2 separate regions of the Gossypium hirsutum genome follow, and region 1 is linked to region 2. Evidence: chromatin contacts called from public Hi-C data. All regions are on one chromosome and are shown on one strand. Each heading gives the region's core, a stretch centred on a gene start, on an enhancer-like site or on the middle of the called end of the contact. The rest is flanking DNA. Distances are from core to core; before and after follow the strand shown.

What was found. A called contact is a pair of places that touch in the nucleus more often than the background predicts.
Region 1: a Hi-C map of leaf shows a contact between it and region 2, with 3 times the contacts expected there. The contact joins the promoter of LOC107948337 here to the enhancer-like site in region 2. A contact is called at or near these places in 6 of 34 Hi-C or Micro-C datasets (callus and leaf).

Annotation. Positions count from the first base shown.
Region 1 is chrA04:69,283,662-69,286,693 of Gossypium_hirsutum_v2.1, forward strand. It overlaps LOC107948337, which reads left to right and starts at 1,740. Exons shown (of 2, transcript XM_016882840.2): 1 at 1,740-2,073; 2 at 2,454-2,819. The coding sequence starts at 1,911. The coding sequence ends at 2,722.
Region 2 is chrA04:69,188,273-69,190,972 of Gossypium_hirsutum_v2.1, forward strand. It overlaps the pseudogene LOC107949273. Among protein-coding and RNA genes, the nearest start is that of LOC107948335, 45 kb to the left of the region's middle. Within about 2 kb of position 1,264, at least 3 of the 9 cell types and tissues checked have an H3K27ac peak or open chromatin away from gene starts, as enhancers often do. A contact at or near this core is called in leaf, where this site is marked.

The DNA.
Region 1 (3,032 bases), core at 490-2,989, 96 kb after region 2:
CAAGGAATTTAAAAATTTTATAAGAGTGTTTAATTTGATAAAAAATTTAATAATTTATAAAATTATAAAAAAATTAATAATATAAAGTTCTAAGTAATTTAAGTTGTTACCTTTTAAATAAGTTATAGCTAACTATAATTTTTTTTTTATTAAAAACAACAACTTACTTTAAAACTTTTTTTAAAAAATTAATACCACTTTTCACCTTTTTATTGTAACTAAATTATCACTTTAATATTTGTACTATTTCTTTATCTATTTGACTCATGTATCTATTTTAGTTATCAGTTTAGTTTTTGTATTTTTATTATGTATAGCTCGTTATTCATCTATACATTTTTCTTTAAAAAAATTAAACTAATATAAAGTAAAAAAATATTAAATAGTTATAAAAAAATTAAAGAAATCATTACAAAACCAAAAAAAAATCTAAGAAAACCAAAAAAATTTAAAACTTAAAAAATCATAATCTATCTTTGAAAATTATAAAAAAAATAATTTCAATATTATAAGTATAAAAAACTTTAAAAAAATAAAATTTTTTTTCATAATTTTAAAAAAATGTTGGAATTCTATTTTTTTAAAGAAAATCTTAAAATATTCTGAATTTTTTAAATAATTTTATGATATTCTTTTGAAAAATTCTAGGATTTTATTTTGCAATTTTTTTATATTTTTTTAGGAATTATAAGTTTTTTTAATGAAAATATCATAGAATTCTTTAAAAATGAGATAGAGACCACTTAAAAAAAACTTACATATTTGTTTTGAGCATTTTGAGAGTTATTATTTGACTTGAGTTATGAGAATATAGAAGCTTTTTTTTTTCTTTTTTTGAAAAAAAAATGACGAAGTTAAATGTCTAATTGATTTGCTTATTTATGTGTTATTGTGACATTCTAATTTCATATATATACATAACTTTTAATTATTCTTTTTTTCTTGAGTTGTATGAGGAGAAAACTTATTATACATGCTGACTAAGTTTTAAGTCAGTTGGTATTAATATTGTTGTTAGACAGGAGGATGTTAGTTTGAATGCGTTGAAATTTATTTATTCTTCTATTCAAGGGTGAAAAAGATTATGAGTAGTTTTAGAAATTGTACCAAACCTTTTTATTTTTTATAGAAATTGTACCAAAACTTCTTATATGTTTCTAGGGATATTATTTAACTACATCTATCCCACCAAACTAATTTTCAAAGAATTTCATGGTATTTTTGCTAAAATTTTTTCAAATTTCCTTAAAAATATAAAAAATTCATTAAGAATAAAAAAAACCCTAAAATTTTCAAAAGAAAAAATCATAGAATTATTTAATTTTTTATAAAATTTTAACATTTTCTAAATAAAAAAACTTAGAATCCGATTTTTTTAAAATTTTATGAAAAATTTTAAAATTTTCAAAGATTTTTTTAAATTTCATATACTTATAATTTAAAAAATATATTTTTTAATTTTCAAAATGTAGACTATAAATTTTTTTAATTTTTTAATAATTTTCGAAGTTTTAATATTTTTTAAGTTTTTTTTAATTTTAAAAACTTTCTTATATTTAAAAAATTAAATTTAATTGATACATGGCAGAATGTCATTGTTGATTCAAATTTTTAACACAAAATATATAGATGGGCAACAGAATGAAACTACAAAAGTCAAACTGATAAAAAGAAAATATAAGTATCAAAGTGATAATTTAACTAGTACAAGAGCCAAAGGATATATTAGGCCAAAAACTGTTCATACCACCACGTGTCACTAAACAATGACTGGAAGAATTTGAGGTGTCAGTTTCTCGTAAGGGATAAGAAAATAAAGGGCCAAAAATTATGAAAATTTGTTTGTTCTTTTTTGTAGGAGAGAAAGGCTGAAGCTAAGTGTGACTGGAATCTACAATTTTCAGACGCTAATGGATATTCGAGCTGGAATCGGGAGCTTAAAATCTCAAAGTTTTTGGAAAACTTTCCAGAGATCTATTTCTTCATGTAATTTTCCTTGTTCCTCTTTCAAAACTTTCTGCTCCAAAAAGGACTCTCAGCAGCAACCTCAACAGAACGGTGATGATAACAATGGTATGAAATGTCGATCAGCTTTGAAGGCTCAATATCTATCAACCCACCTTGAATTTCACTTAAATATCGAAAAGGGTATTTTGCTCTTTGTTTGGTTTTTGTTAATTTTGCATGTCTATCCAGTATGTACATTTTTTTTTGCAAGCCTGGAAGGTAAAGACGAACATAATACAACTTTTGTATGATAGTAAGCGGTATTGCAGCATAATGCAGTCCTCATTGCGTATTATATCTCTGTTGATATGAAAAAAACTTCTGGGATTAGGATTAACTTCTCTATGTTGGTATAAGATCAGTTTCTTATGATACAGACAGTTCCTCCTTAATTTAGATTGCCCTAACATTGATGCTTCCACCAAATTACTGTTGAACATACTCAGGTGATAAGTTCTCAACCGACTGGGATAAGGCATGGTCGAATTTCAAGAAGCAAACCAAAAGGTCCTTCCTTTCAGGGTTTTCTCCTAACAAGTATGTTACCTGGAATCCTAGACAATCGAACTATCCCTTGTCCGAAGAGGTAGATCCAATAAAGAGAACAGAGAGGTCGAATCTCATGTTATGGACGAGTCCAGGATTTACTTTAGTAGGAGCAATAATAATAGTCTCATTCCTTTTGTTGTATACCATTCTTGCACCAGTTAAGTGATCTAATTTTCCCTATCAGAAATGTCTGTCCATTTGCTGTAAAAGGAACATTGTGTTGGAAGGAAATGAGTATATGCAGAAAGACAACTCAAGTTTCATTGCGAATGTGTTGACATTTAGCATAAACTAAATGAGATCAACCTGAAAAGTAAGTTTGAGTTCCAAAATCCATGGTTGAAGTAATCATGTTAGCTAGTATTCTCAAGGTCAAATGACTAAACACCGGAGTCAGGAGAGAAAAATATTTCTTCTACACAAGACATCATAGGATAGAAAATGCTTTTATCACTTCAGGATGGCAGGCAAATTGC
Region 2 (2,700 bases), core at 14-2,513:
ACCCAATCTATTACCAAATATTAAGATAAATTACCTCCAAAAATGGCAAACCCTAATTACCCTCCCTGAACCAATGTTGCCGCCTTCTTCTCCATACACCTCTGCGCTCCTTGATCGATCCTAAGTCCTCTATTTACGGTACATTAATAGTACACTCCTCCCCTTCCCAATCGTCTTCGTCATCAATTCACACCATCACTTTTGGACTTAATATTTCCCGGTTCAACGACCCCTAAATTCAACTTATACAATCCTCCATACTTAGTACTTTTAAGTGGATTGGATTCAGAACTTGAATCGTCGACTTTCTTGTAGCCTTGGACATTGTTACTTCGGGCTTGAGTTATTAAAAACTCAACTTCTTAAACTTTTTTGAAAGATAAAACTAAGGAAATTAGCTTAATGATATGATAAAGAGAAGATTAAACCTATAAAAATCTATGCAAATGTTGTTATCAATCTTCCATGGAATCGATCAACCAAGACCAAGAAATAAAATCAAAACTTGACCTTAAAAAAAGAAAAACATAATCTTTGCATTGTAGTTAAACTAAAACCCCTATAAATCTTATCGAAAAATAATTTTTATGCATCTAAATTTTTTATATATTGTTTAAAATACTTTTATAGAAATTTTCAATTTTTAAAATAAAAGAGCTTTCATTTTTTTTATAATTTTTACATAGAATCAAGGTTAAATTGATAGGGAATATAAAATTTGAGAATTAAATTTATTATTATACCAATTTAACAAGTGTCATGTTACTGATGAATTAGTTAGGGTGTAAATTTTTTTTTTTGAAAATTTTAGGAACTAAATTGTAATTTTTTTAATTAAATTATCAAAATGAAAATTTATTTATAATTAAATGACTATCGATATCAAATATAATTAGGTTCCACTAGATAATCGAAATAGTGAGATTAGATTCATCTTTCTTTTAATCTTGAAATGGAAAAGAAAATTTGAACCCACCCATGCATTATCACATTCATACATGCCGCATGATGGTTATGCCTTTTTGCTTAGGTAGAATTTACCGTACCTTCAGTATCCCATCCATTCTAAGGTGATGGGTACATTAGGAAACTCATTGTCATGATCTCAACTACAAAGGGGGAAATTGGGAATGAAATCCCTAAATAGGGTAGTTATGGATAATGTATCCGATGGTTAGTTAAACTCACATATGGGCTAATATCTATATGTAAGCTGATAGATAATAGGCTACGAGGATCACAGACGTTAGGGACCGAGAAAGATGGGCTAGTTGATTAATGGGCTTAGTTTTATGCTAATGGTCATAGGCATGATTTGGTCATTGTAATGTCTTTTCTTCCTTGTGAACGAAAATTTCAGAATTCTCTTCTTCAACCTTCTTTCTTCAAATTCTTCCATAAATCCAAACTTGTCACTGCTAAGGTTGTGACAAATTGGTATTAGAGCTTACAAAGATTTACTAGTCGAGCTGGGAAAGCCAAAAAAAAGTAATCACCATGGTGGGAGCAGATAACACTAGATAAACAACTTCAAGAGCAAATGCAGGTGGTGCAACATTGGTTACAAGTTGTGCAAGAATTCCCAAATGGTGGGAAGAGCAAAAAACTTTTGATGGTGGGAAGAGTAGAAGCCATCCATGAAAATGGTGGAAGTGAATTGTGATGTTCTTTTGATGTTAATTTGTCTCTAGGACAAAAAGGTAAATGCCAAGAGCAAAAGCTTTCATTATATATATTTTTTCATATATATATATAAATGGACTCAAGATTCTCGAATTTTTTGTATTCATATGAATACCAAATTAAAAGAAAAACAAAATATTTTGAAACATTCATTATTTACGTTTCAGGCTTACGAATTTCATATATTATTTAATTTAACTTCTATGGCTTTGGATAGTGATATTATGAAAATATTATATGATTAAATTAAAAGCAATCATAGTATTCAATTGAATCAAATATAACTTTGATAATCTTCAACAAATATTCAGCATGACAACCAATAATACAAGTAGGAAAATATAACATAAACCATGAAATAAAAAATTCATTTATATATTTTTAAAATTTATAAAATTTTAAATTAATAATGATAAAATTATACTTTAATTCTTAAAAATATAAAAAAAATTGATCTATCCTTTAAAAATTATAAAAATATAAATTATTAAAATAATAAAAATACATTCAAAATATACCATTTAATTCGTACCCAAAACATTTCCCACGCTTTCAATACATACTCATTTCTATTAATAGGAGGAAACAATTAACTCATTTCCAACAAAACGTGCACTAAACACCAACATTTCTTTGTCCTCAAATTCTTATTTCATCATACTGTGATATTTATTAATCGTACACAGGACACAAAACATAAATTTTGATCAACATGTTTTTCACAAACGGCAAAGACTCGTAAACATCAGGCACAAGACAGCAGCATGATCATGTTGGATGCTTTTGTAAATCCCCTTTTCGGCATCCGCGAATCTAAAACATGGTCAAAGAAATTGTTAGATTATATAGGAAAAATGCAAGAGAATTTGCAGAAGGGGATGAAATAAAAAGTTGGTTGCTACTCACCCAAGCTCCGAAAGCTTCAAATGAGATTCAGCATAGTCAGCAAAGAAGGCATCCTCATCCTAATAAGGCACAACATTATTCATAACTAAAAGTTCCAACTATTACATATAT